2 separate regions of the Ovis aries genome follow, and region 1 is linked to region 2. The links are chromatin contacts, called in public Hi-C maps. All regions are on one chromosome and are shown on one strand. The core of a region is the stretch at or near the end of the contact, and the rest is flanking DNA. Distances in the headings are between cores, read along the strand shown. Region 1 overlaps STRIP2 (striatin interacting protein 2). Region 2 overlaps AHCYL2 (adenosylhomocysteinase like 2).

Evidence for each region. A called contact is a pair of places that touch in the nucleus more often than the background predicts.
Region 1: a contact with region 2 is called in a Hi-C map of liver, with 3 times the contacts expected there. The contact joins two enhancer-like sites. A contact is called at or near these places in 7 of 16 Hi-C or Micro-C datasets (hypothalamus, liver, mixed tissues and 4 more).

The regions. Positions count from the first base shown.
Region 1 is chr4:95,053,097-95,060,565 of ARS-UI_Ramb_v3.0, forward strand. It overlaps STRIP2 (striatin interacting protein 2), which reads left to right. Exons shown (of 21, transcript XM_060415119.1): 17 at 2,199-2,299; 18 at 5,935-6,001. Among named protein-coding and RNA genes, the nearest start is that of STRIP2, 26 kb to the left of the region's middle. Within about 2 kb of position 3,090, at least 3 of the 54 cell types and tissues checked have an H3K27ac peak or open chromatin away from gene starts, as enhancers often do. A contact at or near this core is called in liver, where this site is marked.
Region 2 is chr4:94,996,592-95,003,564 of ARS-UI_Ramb_v3.0, forward strand. AHCYL2 (adenosylhomocysteinase like 2) reads left to right here. Exons shown (of 16, transcript XM_060415121.1): 6 at 4,129-4,223; 7 at 6,815-6,921. It also overlaps the pseudogene LOC105608857. Among named protein-coding and RNA genes, the nearest start is that of STRIP2, 30 kb to the right of the region's middle. Within about 2 kb of position 4,225, at least 2 of the 54 cell types and tissues checked have an H3K27ac peak or open chromatin away from gene starts, as enhancers often do. A contact at or near this core is called in liver, where this site is marked.

The DNA of each region.
Region 1 (7,469 bases), core at 1,840-4,339, 55 kb after region 2:
AAAAGAGGGGGTGGGGAGTGTCGAGCATACTTTTCTGTATGTGAAGCACTGTTCTAACATTTGAGATAGACTCCTATATAAGGCATCCTCTAGCTCGTAAGGGCTTTGAAGTTTTATAAAGGATACAGATGTAAAGTAGGCAATTATGGAGTGATAAGTGCTGTGTTACAGGTAAGCATTGGCTGCCTTGGAAACACCTAATCCAGCCTGAGGTGGAGAAGCTGTGACTCCTAACCTGAGTCCTACAGAAAACTTGTTAGCCAGGGTGCAGGAGTTGTCAGGGAATGATGGCAGGAAGCATTTAAAGCAGAAAAGCTGGTTTGTGAAACTCCTGAGGGGAGAGGGCAAAGTACCTTTGGAAACTAATCAAACGTTTCTGGAGATCTGCATGAGGTAGAGGGAGACGGGGAGCTCTGGTGGTAACGCAAAGCTGGAGAGGGTGGTGGGGAGTAGAAAGCGAAACCTGTGCCAGCGCACGGTTAGGGAGTAATTACACTGTGGCCAGCTCTCCGAGAGGTTCATCTGGGATCTCATCAAAGTCTCTCAACCCTGCGAGGTGGGTCTTACTTTACTCCACTGAGGCTAAAAGAGGTTAAGAACCTGCCATAAGAGCAATGTTTGCCATGCCACGGAGTTTGGACTTGGTGCTGTGGGTGTTGCCAAGACACAGGAGAAGATGAGGGCAGTGAGTGAGTGTTCTCTGCGGTGAGACATGGAGAGGAGGTGGAGCTTCTCACTCTTGCACAGAGGCTCTGCCCCATTCCTCCTGAGAAGTCAGAACCGAGCTTGCTGCTAAAACAGCAGGAGCTCCGTGCAGGGAGGCCCTGCAGAGTCTGTGTCCATGGCAGGTGCATCTGTACAACCTGGATATGTATCCACTTCAGTGCATTCAGAGACATCTTGTAGTGTGTTAGGGTACCCCGAGGACGCACACCTCTACCAGTGTTTGCAGAGCAGCAGCAGGGCTGGGAGGAGTAGGGAGGGATGAGTGAGAAATAGTGTTCCTAGTAGAAAGAGATCTGCCTATGTGTGCTTCTGTCTGCTTCTCTTGGTGGGCAGTATGTGGATCAACAGCCAGACAGGTGGGTGGCTTGATGGGCCTTGCCAGTACATGTCAGTGTGTCCTGACAAGGCTACAGACGTGTCTCAAACTGAAAGATGTTTCCCATCACTTGACAGTAGGTTTGTATTGGCTCCTGCACCTGAGGCTTTGCAAAATACTCTGGGTCAGCTGCCAGGGAGAAGATATTTGAGCAGAAGAGAGAACTGGGCAACACAAGCTGACTCCTCACCTCTAGCCATACACCTTGGGAGAGGGCAGCTAAGTGTGCTGCCATGGCTATTTTTTGGTGATCAGGAATCAGTAAGAGCTAAAGGAATTAAAACACTGCAGTTCTGTGCTTTTTCAACCAGTTTCTACACTTAGAGTAGTTTAGATTCTGGAGACAAACTGTGTGTGATGCTCTTCAGTGTATCATGGGCAAAAGCCAGATGACACAGCTGCATGACACTGCCCCAGTAGGTCTTCCTGGAAGCAAACCCTATCCAAATTCAAGAGAGCAAAGTGGAGTGCTATGTTCTATTGTTTCACCTATCAAAAAGACCTTGGACTTATTCTTAGTGCATTATCTGTTGACTGAAGGACTCTTGTTGATTCATTAAAATACTGATATTCTAAGTATAGGGGCTAGTCCAGTGAACCAGACCCACCCTGGAGCCCACACTCCAGTGGTTCATTTGATTACCACGCACCGTATCCATCCTGACTGATGCCAACAGTTGCTGCGCTGCACCTGTTCCTGGCATATCCATCACAGTTGAAACCCTGTGAGCCAGAGCTTTGGTATGGAAGGCAACTCCCTTGGGGAGCCATCCTTTTCCTGTAGAGCTTAGGAACAAATCTCACAGCTATTCTTTCTGTTTATCTGGAGTGGGATTTTCTTTCTGGCTTGTGTACATTTTGTGCTTTTGGTCAGGCGCTTGCAACATACACACACTGCAGACTGTTCCCTTCTATGTAGGCTAGGCTGGCTGAAGATGGCTCTTCCCACGTCCCAGACAGGAAGACTGTTAACACAAGTGGACAGTGGATATTCTTAGGAATGGCTGTCAGAATTGTACTTGCCTCTTTATTTTTCATACAGACCTTCTATTCTCCCCCAAATAAGCTTCCTTTCTGCTTTGATTTTTTAATTCAGTTTGAATATGTATCACAACATTTGGTATTTGCCAACTGCATCCCATTGATCCTGAAGTTCTTCAATCAAAATATCTTGTCCTACATCACTGCCAAAAATGGGTAAGGACTCTGGACAGGTTTATTTCAAAAGGCTGTTTGGGGATTGAGAAATTATTTTGTCTCTGAGCCACCTTTCCATTCTCCCTGGTCCTTTCTGTCTTAGAACTGTCACTGTCAAGTGTAGTTTTCTTGAGGTATTACTGGTGGGCTGTATGATTTGGCCTCTTCACAAAGATATTTGTAACTTAATAGTTTTGAAAACTGTAATGCCATAACTCAAAAGAAGCTGCACCGATAAATTTCAGCCCTGTGGCAGAAGGATCCAAAAATGTTATTTTGTGAAGCAGCTGGCCTTTCTGGCCAGCCCTGATTTTAGTATAAATCATAAATTGAATTAATTTTGTAAAGGGTTATGCAGAATTTGTAATTTAAGGTAAACAGTAGACCCTTACTTCGATAGATCAATTTGTAGTTTAAAAACTGCAGTATTTTCACGTCCATTACTTCATTTAATCTTCTCATCAGTGCTAAGACATATCACAAGTTTTATTCCCATTTCATCAGTTAGGAAACAAATTCAGAAAGGTTAGTTACTTAAGGATAGCACACCAGAGAGACCCTTTAAGTAAGAAGAGGCAGGGTTAAATCACAGTTGCTATGGCTTGCTCCAGCCAAGTGGGGACTTGGGGGGTTAACAGAGTAGGTCCTTGTTCCTCAGTTTGCTGCTTACACAAAAACCGGAAGCATGTTAATCAGTAGAATTGACCAGAAGTGCTTTACCAGAGGCAAGTTTCCTAAAATAGAAGAAGGCTGACGTGACACTTGAGGTGGCTGGAGAGGGGCTAGGAGATGTTGGCCCCACAGTCTGTCAGCACTGCCAGAAACTCCACCCTAGAGAGACAGCCTACTTCTGTATAGCTTAAAACACACACAGAGCCCAAAGTCACAGGACCTGGATTCCTGACCTGGATCTGCCACTTGCTAGCTGTGTCATCTCAAGTGTAAGACTGTTTCTCTGAGCCACAGTATCTTCATCTTTAAAGTGAGAATAATATCTACTCTGACTCTATCATAAACTTTTATAAGCGTTAGTTAGGATAAACATAAATGAGAATGCTTTACTTTTCCTGTTTGGAGGAAGCACTAGAGAATGGGTTTATCCTCACTACAAAGAGACTTCTGCCCCTTAAAAATGGCACTTAAGATGTGCTAGTTGCTCACCAGGGGAAACTGAAAGTGTCGGTGAGGCTGGGGAAGAGCCACAGCTTCATGAAGGCACCTGTGTGTGTCAGCTCACACAGAACGGGGATTTGTTAGGAGGAAATGGGTGGTTTATCATCTTGAAGAACCTCGGACACCCCAGGTGCAGCTCTGGGCCTCAAGGTCAGTCTGTAGCATCCAGAACCCAGGGGGCCATGTGCCTCCAATCTGTGGCCACTCGGCCTCTGCACCTCCGCTCCAACTTTTCCTTTCTCACTGACAAATAGTTTTGTCTGCTTCCTAAGCCAGAATTTGCCTGCAATTCAGGAGACCCAGGTTCAATCCCTGCCTGGGTCGGGAAGATGCCCTGGAGAAGGGAATGGCCCCACTCTAGTATTTTTGCCTGGAAAATCCCATGGACAGAGGAGCCTGGCAAGCCACCTACAGTCCATGGGGTCACAGAGGAGTCAGACACAACTGAGCAACTAAGTGAAATATGTCTAAGCCACTTAGTGAAAATATGCTCACCTGAGCTGTACATGCTCCTGTGCCATTTCAGAGACTGAACTGGCTCTTGATCCTGTTCCACATGCCCAGGGTTAGAGGTCCACCCTTGGATCAATAACTGTGGCTGAAGAGTGGGGTTCAGGAACTTGGTGCCCCCACACTGTGGGCCTAGAAGTAGGGGGCAGACAATCCAATAGGTGTCCTTCGGGTTCCATTTGGAGCTGGAAGAGTGGTAGTACCAAACTGCACTGTTTGCTGAGATCAGCCTGGGTACAGGGTTCCTCTTATGTGTTACTTATGAGCTTTACTATTGCATAATCTCAAGAACTTGAGCACCTTCAGCTTGCTACTGCAGTTTCCTCATAGCTCTTACAATCTAGATATACTAGAAACTTGGAACTTTATGCCCCCTTAGGGTAGAATTTGGGTTTTGATGAATTTAATACAATGAGATTGAAACAAACCCATCTTGGATTCCCCACCCTCATTTCCCAGTTGCCAGTACCTACTTTGCCATAGGGCTTTGTCAGTAGAAAGTGGGTAGATAAGTAGAGTAGCCAGCCAGGAATCTTTATCCTAACGGAGCAGTGTGAAACTGGCAACCCTGGGAGAACCTAGTAGGTACATCCACGGCCCTTTCCTCTCCTACCCTGATTCCCTTAGGTTATCTTTGGGGGTTTCTTGGACAAAGGTCAACATTTCTAGTCAAATAAATTGTTGCCTTTTGCTTGGATAGAAATTTTGACTTTGAAATATAGAAGAGGTCCAAGGAGCCCCATATTCCTCTTTATATCCTATGTTTTGTCAACATCGTTTATCCATGTCCAGTTATTCTAACTGGAGTGGATTGGTGTTTAAAACCTCATGGGAGTAAAGTAATTACCCTTCAATTAAAATTAATAAAAATAAAAAACCTCATGGGAGAAAAAAAAAGGAACTTCCCTGGTGGTTCAGTGGTTAGGACTCCACGCTTCCACTGCAGGGGGCACAGGTTTGATCCCTGGGTCGGGGAACTAAGATCCCACATGCCCCTCAGCCTGGCCAAAAAAGTTTGTTTTTTTTTAAAGACAAACCTCATGGAATGTCAGAAGCAGAAAGAGCATTAAAGATTAGATTAGCTAGTCTAAATGCTGCATTGTACCCACGAAAAAGGGAGGAGGAAAGAAAGAACTGTCAGTTGGAGTGGCCGGGGCCCCGTCATCATCATGCAGTGGTTCCTTCCCCTGCTGACTCATGCCTGTCTCCCTGGGCTCACCACAGAGCCTCCAGCTCCCTTGCGGTCCCCCAGTGTCTCTTGGGAGCAGATGCGGTTACCATCCTTGAGCTACTAGATGGGCCCAGATGCAGGAAGCTGCCTCTGTCTCAGGCTTCCTCTTGGATTGGCTTCTGTGGTTTATCCCCAGAGGTCCTGGCTTTCAAAAACATCTGGTAAGACATAGGAGAGGTCTTCATTCTCACAGCTTGTTATTAACTTACTGACCAGAGACATATTAATACATCTTTCTGTTACCTAAACGTTACTGACTGGAGGCGTTTCACTTCACCTTCATAACAAATCGCCAGCCACAGGCATTAGTTTCTGCAAAAATCCTTCAGTCAATAATGTGTAAAGTGGGATGAGTTTGGGCAACATCTTTGGGCACACAGTTACATACACACAAATATACACTTAAACACAGAAACACAAATGCATACGAGCTTACGTATTTCTTTAAGGAACGGGAAAGAAAGGTGGCTATACCAAGGTGCCTTCTCTGCTTTCTCTTGCCTCTGAAAGAACTCTGTCAGTCCTTCTCATGACTATGAGGAGAGGAGACTGGATCTGGAGGTGCCTGGCACCAGAACCCTCAATTTCAGCTGAAGTCACTAAGCAATTCTGGAAATAGATGGGGCTAGCTGAAGAGAAATAACCGTCTGCCCTTTCGGATGTAGCCATTTGCTGCCTTTGCCATTTACCTAAAGCCTGTTCTTATCTCTGCATCTTGCAGCATCTCGGTCCTGGATTACCCATGCTGTACCATCCAGGATTTGCCGGAGCTTACTACAGAGAGCCTGGTAAGCGAATGGGGATTTGGTAGCCATTGAAATTGCCAGGTGGCAGAGGTTGGCATTTGCTCTTCCTTTTCTTCTCTAGCCCCCTCATGCCCTAGTTTGGGAGTCTTAGATGAATAAAAGCATATTGGCAAGAGCACAGAGGTAGTGGGGGCTTAGATCTGCTGACCCAGTCAAGAAAGATTTGGAAAAGCTGAACATAGCATTTTGTAGAGAAAAGGGTCAGTGAAAAACACTGAGGAGGAGAGGGAATTTAGGAAGATAATGGGGCTGAAACAGTGTGAACAGCTGTGCTGAATGGCAGGTGCATCTCTGCTGCTCTAGCCTAATTGTCTTTCTTCTGTGTCACAGGCTTGTCTCATTTTCATAAGGTTATATAAACCCTGGGGTGTGTACTTCAGAAAATACTTGCCTGGGTCTTTCTGAGGCAAAATTCAGTATGGCCACAGAAGGATGACCCAGAAAGTTCCTCATGCCAGAAGCAGTTCCAGGCAAATCAGAAAAGTCCCTCAGTCCTTCTGAATCCCATGAAACTGACTGATAGGTAGCACGTTGAAATCAAGTATCTGCCTCCTCATGTATTATTGCTGCAGCTCCTTCGGTGTACCTCAGCCCATCCCTGTACCCTGTTGCGCTGGAATTGTTTATCTGTATCTGTTTTTCCATTTGACTGAAAACTCCTTGAAGGGAGAGATAGTAGCATCCTTCTTTTATAACCCCAGAATCTAGCGCCATGTTCAGTACATGAAAGGAGCTTAGTAAATGATCAGATGATGGCACCTGTGTGTGCCCCAACCCACTGTCCCCAACTTCTAATACCTGCACAATGTCACATCAGAAAACTTCATTGTGCAAAAAGTACAGTGGTACCTTGTGTGGCACAGGTTTTACAGAACCATAAGGTTTGTGACTGGAGGGGACCTGAGAAGCATTTGGCCCAACCCCATATTTCAAAGATGAGAAACCTGAGGGATGAAGTGACTTGTCAGGTCCACTCCTCATAGCCGACAGACCTTGAATGAGAGAAAGAACCATGTCCCAAGACACCAAGTCTAGCACCTTTTTAAGCACCAGAGCAGAGATTCCCTGTCTTTTTTAGATATGGCCTCAGCAGACAAGCAAGCTGGGAGCTTCTTACCTCTGCAGAGAGAGGTAACGAGTTGTCTAATCCTGTTTATGATGTTATTCAATCTTTAAAACAACTGTATGAGGTTGTCATCAGCGCTTTATAGGTGGAGAAGTTAAAAGTAATTGAAAGTAAGGAGCCAGGGTGGAGACATGCAGCCCCACCATTCAGACTGAAATGAGGACTGCCCTTCCGAACAGAAACAGTGGTGCACGGATAGCATTAAAACTCTACTGTGAATAGGGTATTTCAAAACACAGTCATCTTCTAAATCCCATAACTAGGGATTGATGGAAACTATACTTTCATATCGGAGAAGGCAATGGCACCCCACTCCAGTATTCT
Region 2 (6,973 bases), core at 2,975-5,474:
CCAGGCAGTGGGGAGAAAGACCATAGAGGGCTTAAAGAAACACGGGAAAACTGCAAACAGGAAATGTTTACCTGTCAGCATTGTGGGGAACAGCTTCGTTCACTAGCAGGGATGAAGTATCATGTCATGGCAAATCATAATAGCTTCCCCATTTTAAAGGCTAGAGATGAAATAGATGAGCCAAGTGAGAGGGAACGTCCCTGAACAGTTCTCAAGAAACTGGGAAAGCTGAGATGCGTGCATCAGAGTTGCTCTAGTAGCTTCACCAGCATCATGGGATATCTGTACCATGTGAGAAAATGTGGCAAAGGGGCTGCTGAGCTGGAGAAGATGACCCTGCAATGTCACCACTGTGGAAAGCCGTATAGATTGAAGACTGGACTTGTATATCACTTGTATATAAGAGCAGAGTCCTATGTTGTTCTTTCCAGAGTCAGGTCAGCCAGAGTGCTTGAAGGACATGAGCTTGGAGTCAAAGGGTGGAAGCCGAGTTCAGAGGCAGATAGCTGTATTCCACCTGCAGGAACTGGCTTCTGCTGAATTGGCCAAGGAATGGCCTAAGAGAAAGGTGCTTCAGGATCTGGTACCTGATGATCGGAAGTTAAAATATACTCGTCCTGGGCTACTGACCTTCAGCCGAGAAGTACTACACAAATAGAAATCAGATATCAAAAAGTATCATCGCATTCAGTGTCCTAACCAGGGTTGTAAGGCTGTCTACAGTAGTGTATCTGGTCTTAAAGCTCACCTGGGCTCTTGTACACTGGGAACGTTTGTGGCTGGAAAATACAAGTGTCTTCTCTGTCAGAAAGAATTTGTGTCAGAGAATGGTGTCAGGTATCACATCGACTCTGTCCACTCTGAGAATTGGTTTGTTGTCAACCCGACAACAACCGAAAGCTTTGAGAAGCTGGTGAAGATAAAACAGCGACAGCAAGAAGAAGAGAAGTGGAGGTGGTAGCCCAGGACCCGATGGTTTCTAAGGTGGCGGTAGCAGCCCGGCATTGAGCTTCCTGAGACAGAGCCGAGTCTTAGAGTAGGGAAGGATCAGAGGAGGAATCATGAGGTACTGCTAGTGGTGACACCTGTAGAGATGTACATACTGTAGAGAACCAGAGCAGGAGCCGGTGCCAACATAGTTCCAGAAAGTCAAGTCCCTAGAGGCGAGTCATAAACGAGGAAAGAAATAGGCGGTCAGTGTGAAAGCACTCCTGGGAGAGTGGGTGGAAGGCTCTTGTCACAGGGACCTGTGTGGAGAGGCCTGAGTCACGGGAGCTGAGTAAAGAGAAATTTACTATTTCAGCTGTTTGTGTAAGGCTGTGACACTGTCAGCTCCTTCCTCCTGTGTAAATTTCACTGTTTCTTCTACTGATTCTTGTGAACCCTCCACCACCCCCACCCCCATCTTCTTTTTGGTAGATTTTCCTGATATTCTCATTGGAGTCGCCCTATTTTCTCTCCTCTTGCCCAAAGAGCTCCCCCATAAGGTCCACTGTAGGCCCTCTTGCCCTGTACAAGATTAAGAAACCTGTTCGATTATCCTTTCCATACTGGGGTATAGAATGTTCTTGGAAGTGCCATTGATTCCGTAGTTACTCCATCATCTATCTTTTAAAATGATTCCAAACTAACTTTTTTTTCCCCTCATTTCTCCAGTTGAGCTTTATTCCAGAATGGTTTTACAAAGCTGATTTTAAACCCAGTACATCTCCACATGTGAACAGATCCATCCCTCAGCCCACAGACCAAAGAACCTAAGCAACTGCTCAGTTTTGAGTGTGGTGTCAGCTAGACTTTAAGTAGTGTTGGTCGCTCAGTCCTGTCCGACTCTTTGCGACCCCATGGACTGTAGTCTGCCAGGCTCCTCTGTCCATGGGCTTCTCCAGGCAAGAATACTGGAGTGGATTGCCATTCCCTTCTCCACAAACTAACTTTTCAAAACCATACCAATTGATGATTTTGTATTTGTGATATAACAAGCCTAGAACCTAGAACTGTTGTCACTCCTTTAATAAGGTTCCCCTGTCTGCCTGGGTGACAGAATTTATGGAGGCTGTTGTCTCATTATGGTTTTAGGATTTAAAGTGAGAAAATACTTAGAATAAAAAAGCTAGGCCCGCTGGACGCAAGTTTTCCTGGGAAATACTTTGTCCCAGGTGGCAGTAAGTAACCAGACACACAGGCATGATATGCAGCCTTAGGAGAAATGAGTCTCATATAAAATGACTGGAAAGAGGAAAGCAGCACAAATCAATACCACCTCAGATCAACTTTCCTGCAGTTTATCTTGTTCCTGTGGTTTTGAGGATTGACGAGTAATACCCTTTTGCCTCTGGTATTTGACACAGAACCCTAATATTGCTGGTACTGCCATGAAGATTGGTAGCCAAGGTGTACATTCCTTCTCCCCTGGACTTGACCTGATCGTTAGTCTGCACTCTCAAGTTCTTGTATCTCCCTTTAGCCAAGGTCTGTCTCTCTGAATTTTCTAAGAATGTTGTCCTCTACCCTCTTTTTTAGACATTGTGTTTTGTCCTCTTTATAACCTGACACTTTGACACGAGGTGTAGATATTTATCTGGAGTTGGAAAGAAGAGTCCTTTTTCTGAACCTCTCGCCTAGCCAATAGTATCTGTTAGGCTGTTTCTCCTTCAGGATGGCTTTTTCTTGGAGCATTGATTAGAGCAGCTCTGTTGTTGTATTTCTGAATTCTCTTCCCCTTTTCCATAAATATTGGTCTTCTATATTATTGCCAATTTTTGTGGCTTACACCACATTAAAAGTCAGAGACCCTTAACCCTGATGTGGACCAGTACTGCCTTTTCAAAATCTAAAAGGCTATTACCACTATTAACTGTTCTCTGTGCTGCTCCATATAGCCTTAAAATGTGGGCTTTTGTGAAGACCACTTTGAAACACAGGAGCATTGAAACCTGGCTGGGATACTGCCAGAACAGGTAGTTTTGAAAGAAAGGAAGGACATGGTCGATCCACTTGACATTGTCATTGGCAGTTGCTCCCTTAAAGCCTTTTCCATTCATAAGGATGGTCAGGGAGGAAAATGGAGAAGCTCTGTTAATTTCTGGTGAGTAAGATTTGGGAAATGTTTGGCAATGGCAAGAAAAATAAATGACTGTGTTAGAAAAAAAGAAATAGAGAAATTTGTACTTTGTACTCTGCCGGTTTCTTGCGCTCCCTCTCTGACAGCACAACACAGATCAGGGTACAAAAAATTTGCTTCAGATCCCTTGAGAAATTCTGGGAAAGTTCTATAGTGCATGTATATCTTTCCTTTTGCAAACACCGTCAACATTTTATTTGTTCTTTCATTTACATTCATTCATTCGTAAAATTTTTATTAATGTATAAATTATGTATAGAAAGTACACATATATAAATATGTAGTTCAATTAATTGTACATATACATTCATTTCTTTTTATTTTCCCAACAAATGCTGATTGACTGACTCTAAGGGCAAATAAGAGAGTCTTTGCACTCAGAACCTTATATTGTAGTTGAGGAGAAAAGACACATACACAAACAATGATAGTACAAGGACATATATGATAATGCCACAACAGATCATAAACCCACATTCAGTGTACCAGCAAGGGGCTAATAAAAGATCAGATTCCATGAGAGATCACTTACAGCTGAGTTAATAAGTCTTCATTAGGAACATGCCACTTATTGGCCAGTGAAGTGTAGCAACATTTGGACAGAGGGAGAAGAGTGTAAGGGTTTTCCTGATGAAGGAGGTGGAAGGACTAAGGTAGAGAAGCAAAGAAAGATCAAAATGTAATTGGGAAATGGTGGGAATTCCAGTTGGACTAGATGAAAAAGTACATATTTCTAGTTTCCTCTTTTTTGCCTTTAGTCATATTTTTAGCATCCCTCATACTCTTGGGCCTTTTGTTTGTCCTCTTTGGTCTAACAAGAATAAAATGACCACCAAAGAGGAAGGAATGGATAAAGGGGGCTGAAGACAATATTTAATCAGTCAGCCTAAGAAGAACAGCAAAACAAGTTTGGAACTGGGGAAAACTAGCATCTAATCTTCTTGCCAAAACTGAGGGTCAGCACTTTTTTCAAGCTTCAATGGTTTCTCTTTGTTCTTTTTTCTCAGGATTTCCTGTGTTTGCCTGGAAAGGAGAGTCAGAAGATGACTTCTGGTGGTGCATTGACAGATGTGTGAATGTGGAGGGCTGGCAGCCAAACATGGTGTGTTAGGTTTCTGTTAGCACAGTTCACTGGGACGTGGGGGTACAGGGAGGGAGGATGTGGCTTGGGAGAGGGTTTCCCAACAGGAAGGAAGGAAGGAAGATGTTTCCTTTTTCATCTGATGTACTTGGGCTTCCAGCAGAACTAGATTCTTATGCTTAGGACATCCCAAGAATATTAAACCTCTTTATAGCCTCAAAGTGCTTATAATTGTCAGTGCTGATCTTAGAAGTGCTCATATTCATCAGCAGTGTTAAAATACTGCTCCGGGTTCACACATGACTAGTTAAAAAGTAAGATGAATGAGTTACTATCTCCTAACACTGCTTACCAGCACTTCCCCCAACACACACCGCTCCTGTGGTACATAGCTTTCTCTCTAAAATCACATGCCAAATTTATAGTAAACCTGAAGGGATTCAAAGTTCAAATTTCTTCTTTATTCATTTCTCACCTTAGGAAGTTGGGGCTTTTAATTTTTGCTTAGTTTTTATTTTTGTTTCACTTTTTTTTTAAGTGCTTGAAGGCTGGTAGCATATTAGATTCATAAAGGGGAGCACAGAGCTGCACAAGTACGATGCACTCCTACTTTGCAAACCTTTCTGGATAGGAGTGAGAGGAGAAATTAAGGAAATCAACTAAAAACAAGAATCCTTGAAGCGCTAGTCCTACTATTACTTGCTGCTAAAGACTGCAGAGCAGGCTTTACCTGGGAGACAGAGGGAGAAGCGGCCTGTCTTTCTAGATTCTGTGATGCAGGTCACAATGCACCAAGGGTTGATTTGAGGAAAGCTGGGTTAAAACCTTTGTATCCTCAAAGGGAGGGAGGAGTTGGCTGCACAATGAGTCAGCTCATTCCAGCAGAGTTTAACAGTGCCAGAACGGAGTGTGACTGACAGAGGTTCTTCTGGGAATAAAATATTAATTGTATAGTTACGAACATAGGGAGGACAGGGCATTGTACATAGCAAGCATTTACAGACTGTAGATCAGCATAAACTGCTGGAAAGGTTGACAAAGTAAGACAAGGATAAGAACTGTGACCCCAGAAAACAGTACTCATAATCTTTTTTGGATCCTGTAAAGATCTAGTACTTTTACTTGCTCGCTAACCTCAGGAAGATTCCTGGGTGACAAGAATCTTCTGCAGTAGAATGACAGGCTAATAATTATAGGCTTTATTCAATAAATAAATATTAGGGATAGCAACCACCTGCCTGTATTCAAAATCTTTGTTAAAAGGAAGAAGTGGATGAGAATAGTTATTCTAAGATACAGTCTTTCCTGTATAGCATATTTTGTATGCTAGGGATCAGAGGCTGCAAGGAAAAACGCCATGAGGGATTTCATATGTGTAAAAAGGGAGAGAGAAATGCAGAGGACCCTTTCTGTTCCTTAGGGACTCTGTTCTGAGGGTTTATACCACAAGAAAAATGGAGCACTGACTTACAGTATGGAGCAAGTGTAAGAGTGAGTCCAGCCTTGGATCTCTACTCTCAAATAAGGTTTGGTGGAATCAGAGAAATTAGATCAACAGCAGGAGCAGAATTGGGAATTCCCTGGTGGTCCAGTGGTTAGGACTCCATGTTCTCACTGCCAAGGGCCTGAGTTCAGTCCCTGATCAGGGAACTAGGATTCCACAAGCTAAGTGGTGCTGCCCAAAACAAAAAAACAACGGCAGAAGCAAAAAAGAGGTCAGGTATTAGACACAAGGTTGGAGATTGTGTGTAGGCAGGGATCCAGGATGGTGCCTTTGACACTTGTAGTGGAGTTCACTGATGGCACTGCAAAATGGGCATGTGCCAGCAGAGGGCAGCTCAGTCCTGTGGGTCTTTCTGGGAGAGTGTATGTGACAATTTGGAAAGTCTTGCCAAGCATTTCTGACAGCTAGGTAAAGGGCTGAAATGCCACAGCCTACTGCCTAATCGTATTCTAAGCTAATCTTTCTTTAGCTTATTTATAATTCAGAAACTTTCCTCCGCTGATGAAAGCTCCAGTGGGCACAGCTTTGTGTTTGTCTTTAATCCCAACCTGAAATAGTGATGAGCTGTTCAGAGGCATGCTTGCACACCTACATGCTGCACAGTTCCCTAGTTATTTTTAATTTGGTTTATAGAGAGTGTGAGGTTGTGCTAGGCAAAACCCTACTGTGCTGCCTGAGCATTTTGGGTAGGAGAATGCCTGTACTTTGGGACAAGTAAAGGATTAACAAATACAGTTTTATAAGCCATTGTTCTGGAGAGAGACTAATTATCTGGTTTTACTAAGCTTTCACTGATTATATTCAAAGTCCTGAATTTAACTAATATAAATATGCTATTAGGTTTAAGCTTTCTGACTATCTATAGTACAGTCAGGAGCTAGTGGTCTAGATAATCACTTAAGCTATTAGTCCATAAGAAAATCCTCATTGCATTGCTGTAAGTTTGATCCTAGTAGGTATGTCATTTGGGAAGTTCACTTGGCTGTGAGAATTACAGTTGACCTTTCATCTCACTGTCGTTTTCTTCTGTATAATGACCACTGTAAATTACTTTGTTTAACCATTTACAAAATTTTAAATATGACATTACTGATGCTTATTATTCTAGATCTTGGATGATGGAGGGGATCTTACTCACTGGATTTATAAGAAGTATCCCAACATGTTTAAGAAAATCAAGGGCATCGTGGAGGAGAGTGTTACCGGAGTCCATAGGTAAGATTTGACATAGGCATGCTGGCTTTATGCAGCCTGGACATATGTTCAT